2 separate regions of the Gasterosteus aculeatus genome follow, and region 1 is linked to region 2. The links are chromatin contacts, called in public Hi-C maps. All regions are on one chromosome and are shown on one strand. Each heading gives the region's core, a stretch centred on a gene start, on an enhancer-like site or on the middle of the called end of the contact. The rest is flanking DNA. Distances are from core to core; before and after follow the strand shown.

Region 1 (3,434 bases), core at 714-3,213, 220 kb after region 2:
AACCCCTCTACCTGTAGAGGCTTCAAGACCGCAGAGACATATTTCCCACCGGAAGCACCATTTGACTTATATAACCTTTTTATTTATCATGGGGAGAGTTTAACAGGATACAAGTCTACTGTGGTTGTTTTTTTCTGTTTAGTTTCGTACAGAACAAACTGTCTCCCCTTGTTTCCTGCATACATTCCCTGCTGGTTTTTGAGGGCCGATGTGTGTCTGCGCAAATATATAAATACATGCGACATGCCATCAGGTATCACCCCCATATGAAGGTTTTCACGGAATGTGTTAGGAAGTGGGGGGGGGATTACAAATCTTGTTACGGATAAACACTGGGGGGTATCTCAACTTTGCTGTTCCTACTGATGCGTAGGAAACAGTTGCTGGGTGCAACCTGAATTCGCTGTTCTAGACCATCAGATGTCGATGAAAGCCAGCAGGGCCTTTGCATTATTCTTGATAGAACTGCAAAGAGAACATAACAATGCCAGCTTGTTTCCATTTCAGTAGACCTTGAAGCTGCAAATGAATAATATATTGGAGGCAACTCAGGGGTAAATGAATAAATCTGCAATAGGTGCAGTAGGAGTTGGAGGAAGAAGTGGAAGTGCCGTAGAGCTACAGCACTACCTTATGGTGATGCAAGATATTGCACATTGTTGTGTAGGAGGAGAGAGAATTTTCGGAGTATATTACTCTATTAATACTGACATTTATAGATTTTCTTGAGTTAGTTATAATAATATTATTTTTATTTTTGTTTTTGTTGTTACTATTGTTGTCTTCTACTTCCAGCAAACTAAATATAAATTAATTGTTGTTTTCCATCCAGTCTTAAGGTCACCGTGTTTCAATTTTGCTATAAAGACTCAGAAACATACCGTATGCGGACATCATGACCTCAACAAATCCCATTTCATAGTTTGGACCCTACGTCAATGAATCGGAAAATGGACTTGTTCTGCTCCCCATTAAGACAAAGCATGTGCATAATTGCTCCATCCATGCTGGAGATAATTAATATCAATGACCCTGCTGACTTTTCAAATGCATCATGTTGGGTTTAATGATGATGTGTCATAAGCAGCCGGAGGTGGAGACACCCAGCTCTGTGTTTGCTGGCAGGCCCAGACCAGGGGCTCCAGATCTGACAGGCAAGTCCAGGTGAGTAATTGTCTATGGCATCTTATTACATTGCTGGCATGATCTGATTTAGTTCAGCAGCAAATGGTGGAAATAGACCCAGTTGCCAATGTGGGTATTGGATTAACGAGGTTTACGCCCAAAAGGGCCTGAAACTGACGGCAGATACATCATGTAAGATTAAAGAGGATTTCCATGTGGCTGCGATGGCTGCTCTGTTTGCTTCATTACACTATTGAATCACTCCACACGTGTTACACTTTGGTGTTGGAAATATATTTCGGATTTTACCCTGCTTGTGAAATAACTTTGGTTCACAGTCTTTTGTGTGATTATAATGTGGCCAGTGGTTCTAAAGATGTTGTGCATCAACAAAAAAACAACAACTTGTCATTATTCCCCTTTTCTGCAGATAGAAAATGACTGGGACATTAAAATGGAAATGCTTCTTACAGAGTGGAGAACATAAATGTTTAATCTCCTATTTACACTTTTTGTAGATTTTCCCCTCTGGATTTTGTATACTTTCCACGTATTTGAATTGTATTCAATCAGTTGCTTTTGGTGAATAGGTGAGTAATCTTAATAGTAATTCTAAAGTAAAGAGTGCTCTTCCCTTGACAACCCTCATGCTATTTACTTTTGTTATATTTTTATTGAAGAATGCGTTCTTGTGAAGTGTCTACAGCAAAGTTTAATATCATTAACATTTACATAAAGAAAGGAAAGTACAATCCCGAAATCCTAAAATGGCATTTAGACTCCTGTTGGGAGAACTACACTACCCAGCGCCACTGGCCGTTAGAGGTCGTCCCCTCATTGGATAATGAAAACCACGTGACCCACCAAGGCGAACGATGGAATACCCAAACAGGAAGTGTTACTGTCCGACACAACGTGAATGTCACGTTAAGAGTAAAACGAAAAGTATACCGTTGAAAATGTCGTTTATTACATCTTCAAATTGTCGCAACGTGTCGTGTTTGTAGCGGCTTTTCTTTCTCGGCCTTTGTCACGATGTTTCAGTCTGCTGCTAAAACGCTTTCTGTTGCGACGACCACAGCAGCAACGCTAACTCGGGGAACATCGTTTAGTATCCGACGTTATTGCCAGAAGACGCCAGCCACACTGCGAGTGTCAGAAGCAGTTTCAGGAGCTAAACTGGGAGCGAATGTCAAAGTGCAGGTGACACTCCGCGCCTGCTAGCATGCAGCTAAGCTAATGTTTATCTATCGTCACTTATGAATAAATGAATTCTCAAGTCGCCAACATCTGGTTTCATGAGCATTACATGCAAAAAAGAAAACATGTATTTCTGTATTGGCAGAGGGAACAGCGAGGTGTATCTGACTGGTTTCTGTGCCTTAGGGATGGGTTCGGTCTGTTAGACCTCAGAAGGCAAATCTCTTTCTCCACGTGAACGATGGGAGCTCCCTGCAGTCATTGCAGGTCGTCGCCAGCTCAGAGTTGGATGACCCGTGAGCACTTTATTTCCTCTACATAATCCTTTTTTAGGTATGAAGGATGCACATAAAAAAAATTACTCACTGACTCTCGTCCCTTCTTTTTCTCTGTCAAATTAAGATTGCTCACACTTGGTAGTGCTGTTGAAGTCACGGGTACTCTTCGGAAAAGCCCACGCCAAAGACAGCCGTTTGAACTGGAAGCAGACCGTATCCACGTAGTTGGAGATTGTGACCCTGTGGTAAGAAAAAAACAAGTTTCTTAGCTGAGACTGTGCTATCTTTGCCTTTATGTTCTAACTTTGTAATGTGGCCATCAAATGGCATTTCATTTACTAATACTGCTTTGAATTGTTGTTTCAGGATTTTCCCTTCAAAATAAAAGAGAGGCACAGCCTTGAGTATATTCGCCAGTTCCCGCACCTCAGGTGTAGAACAAATGCTTTTAGCTCCCTGTTGAGAATACGAAGTGAGGCCACTACAGCGGTTCACTCGTATTTCAAGGTGAGCATCAGTGGAAGAGTTTTTAATGCGCAGTCAGACTTATGTATTTTTTAATTTATTTATTTTTTCTCAGGAAAATGGCTTTGTGCAGATTCACACTCCGGTCATTACCTCAAACGACTGTGAAGGGGCTGGGGAACTCTTTCAGGTTGAGGTGAGTGTGTTACTGTCAATCAAAGCTCTGATATATTGATAAGAATCAATTCCATTCTTTGATACCTCGGAACCTGTTCTTCTACCACAGCCGTCCAGCCCAAACAATGAAGAAGGTGAGAAGTTTTTCTCTGTTCCGGCTTTCCTGACGGTCTCTGGTCAGCTCCATCT
Region 2 (3,289 bases), core at 550-3,049:
GGGGAAAAAAGGGGGGGGGCGTGGGGGTGGGATCGCTGCCACGACTGTGATGATGTCACTTTGCCAAAACTAGGAAAGGGAGGCAGACTCACTTTATCCAGGCGTTAAAAGCTCAGTTCTTCTCCTCTGAATTCATGAGACGTTGTGGTGTGGCATCCCTGCGATCAACTAAAAGTGTTGAATTTACAAATGAAAGCTTGTAATATAATGCCAGATGAGTATGCCAAGGCTATTTATTTTTTAATCAGGTCTTTCATGGCCAGCTGTACAAACAGACGGACATTATTTGTTTTGTAACCAGTTGTTGCTCGTAGATTTGAGTTTTTCTGCATTTCTTTTCAGCTGCATACTGCCACGGATAATTAGATCAGTGCTATCACTTTCACCGTCTCCTTTCCTCCCCGGGAATTAACATAAGAAAGATTTTTTTTTTTAACGGCCTCACTCCCTCGCTGCTTAAGACTTTTCCTTTCATCCCTCCAACTCTATAACGAGTCCCTGCCTCACCTCAGCATGCACTTTGGTAAGAGGAGGGATCGTCTTTCAATAATTCAGCTAATAATTAACTTGAAATGTGAATAATACACGAAGCCTTTAATGTGATCAGATTGAAACTTTCTGGCTACTCAAATGCGGTGGCCAATTAGACATTTTTTGTGAAGTTAAACTGTGCCCGACCATCCATACACTCAGAATTCTGCTGGAATTCCACTCAAATTGGGATGAGTGCTGGCAACATAACAATCTGGCTCTTGGACACATCCTCCGTTGCATTCACGGCCGGCCCAGAAACTTCCTGTGAACAAGTAAAGTTTTACAAGTTATGCTTTACTACACAAGTTTAATACACGCGATACCTTAGGGTCAACATTTCGTCTGCCCCCCCTGAGCCTGAACTGCACTTTATTCCCCTTTTTAAATTAACAGCTCAGGCCGCTTTTCTAGTTAAATCGACTGTTCATTATTGAGACCCATTTTACGAAGGGGCTGTGAGGTGCAATTTAATGAATCTCTGGCACAAAGCTCCCTTTCAGTGCCGGGCGAAGAATAGAGGCTATTTAGACCCTGTAGGGCTTTATGTCAAAGGCAGCCCATAATAGTTGTCAGGCCAGGGCAGAAATTCCCACTGGCCTGGGAATGCACTAGAAATCAACTTTTGCCATGAGCAGATTAAGACACAGGCGAGCAGTTGGGGGAGATTCTCCCAAATAGTGGCATCTGTTTGGGCACAGAGATTTTCCCACTGAAAAGAAGCCTTTCTCACTAATGTTTAGCCTCAATTTGATATTTGGGTTTGTGTCAGTGGCCTACATGAACATTGATTAGATTCATTGCTTAACTTCTACTTGATAATTCACTAAGGAAACACACAAGTAGGTTTGATGGTTGAATAGTGGTTAAAAAGTTTCAAAATGTGTCAATATTATGAATAATGACACTCATTGGCTGTATTTTATATGGGACATTTGACCTTAACCCGCCTAACATGTTGGTATCCCAAATGTGGTATCCTTAATAATAATACTACACTTAAAAGCTTAAGGTTTTGGCACAACAACTACTATTCTTTTCTCTTCACGGTTACAGTAATATCCTCCGGCTTCATGCAAGCCTTTTTGTTTCGGCGCACACACAAACAGTTAAACTAGAGGGGGAGAGTTGTGACGGCAGCTATTGTCTTCAACTCTGCAGGGAATTTCAGACAAATCCCTCTTAGATGCAGGTGGTCAGACACAAGCAAAGAGTTAAGTCCTGCACTCTCTTTGCCCCTCCTCTTTGATGTTCTGACATCACTGGTCCGGCCCCCTGAAAGATCTCCCTGCTTCCCTCCCAGCCCTTCACTCCCAAACTGGAATGTTTACAGGAACTTCATGAGCAGCATCAGGACCGAGGGTTTGTCAGGGGTAAGAACAAGACATGCTCTGAAGAAACTTTTGTCTCAGGCAGCACAGCGGATGCCACAGGTGTAGCCGCTGGGCTCCGCAGAGTAATGGCTGTTCAGACAGCAATCATGAACCCTCAGTTCATGAATTTCTGCTTCCCTGGCTCTGTGATGGAGTACGACGTGGAGAAGAGTCTGGACGGGAGCCTCCTGGGTGAGGCGGAAACCGAAGAGGACTACAGAGAGACCACCAGCGACCTGCTGAGCTTCATAGACTCGGCCTCCAGCAACATCAAGCTGGCTCTGGACAAGCCGGTGAAATCCAAGAGGAAGGTCAACCACCGGAAGTACCTGCAAAAGCAGATCAAAAGGTGCACGGGCATCATAACGCCAGCAAACACGGCAGAGGCCCCGGTCAAGAGGCAGGGTTCCCCTGCGGCTCAGCCCTCGCAGAGCAAAACCCCACCCAAACGCGACGGGGTCCAGGCCAGCTTGCAGAGCAAGAGCTTGGCAGCCCTCTTCAGTCCTGTGAAGGACATAAGGGGCGAAAGAACCAGGAAGCCCCCCCTGAGGCACCGCAATCTACCCCCCTCTTTCTTCACCGAGCCGGCCAACTGCTCCAAAGTCAGCTCCACGTCCGGGATGACGCTGAAGGACTTGGAGCGAGGCAACCCCGAGGCCGCCGAGTTCTTTGAGCTCCTGGGGCCCGACTACAGCAACATGGTCAGCGAACAGGACCTTTATCAAAGTGTCCGGGTACAGCCGGAGATGGGAGGCCCGGATCCCACTTCCTACGAGGCTCAGCATTTGGTTGGCGGCCTCCTGTACTCGGAGCCCTGGACTAGCTACTCTGGACCCTGTAAGAAAGTAGGTGCGAGCCAGCCTCCCGTCTACTGTCCGTCTGAGGCCGCTTCTGTGTCCGTAGAGGACAACGCGCTGTGCACTTTGGCCTTCCCCAACTACTTCACGGACTGCTCCGCACCTCAGGCCACCTACGATCTAAGCGGTGGTTATAACAGAGCTAATTATTCATCTCTATGAGAAGGGGGACATTTGTGGTGTTGAAAGTGCAGACAAATGGAAGATAAAAATTGCTCAATTTTAACACTAGTTTGAGAGAGTTGCTTATTATATTTGTTTATCTGTCACGCAAATAATTTCGTAACCGGAATTTCTGCGATTTGTGCCAATCCCCCCTCAACAACAGCAACAACAACAACAACAACAAAAAAATATCCAAAGCTTTTCAAGTAACTGGATGGCTTGTACCTCTTGTGTCACTCAACATGTCAGTTTCATCTACCGACTGTTCTGTTTAATATTAAAATGCTTCTCAAGTGGATGTTGTTTTCATTACCTCAGGCAATTTCTAGCAACATTGGGAAGGAAAAATACAGCTCTTTTCAT

What was found. Hi-C and Micro-C count contacts between places; a contact is called where the count stands out from the background.
Region 1: a Hi-C map of whole body shows a contact between it and region 2, with 4 times the contacts expected there. The contact joins the promoter of nars2 here to the promoter of fam181b in region 2. A contact is called at or near these places in 3 of 6 Hi-C or Micro-C datasets (skeletal muscle, tail fin and whole body).

What each region holds. Positions count from the first base shown.
Region 1 is chr1:15,643,737-15,647,170 of fGasAcu3.hap1.1, forward strand. nars2 (asparaginyl-tRNA synthetase 2, mitochondrial) reads left to right here and starts at 1,964. Exons shown (of 14, transcript XM_040168810.2): 1 at 1,964-2,328; 2 at 2,512-2,621; 3 at 2,728-2,848; 4 at 2,970-3,110; 5 at 3,184-3,264; 6 at 3,355-3,434. The coding sequence starts at 2,161. It overlaps LOC144409422 (a long non-coding RNA gene), which reads right to left and starts at 2,838. Exons shown (of 3, transcript XR_013467865.1): 1 at 2,692-2,838.
Region 2 is chr1:15,427,562-15,430,850 of fGasAcu3.hap1.1, forward strand. fam181b (family with sequence similarity 181 member B) reads left to right here and starts at 1,800. Exons shown (of 1, transcript XM_040190966.2): 1 at 1,800-3,289. The coding sequence starts at 1,991. The coding sequence ends at 2,923.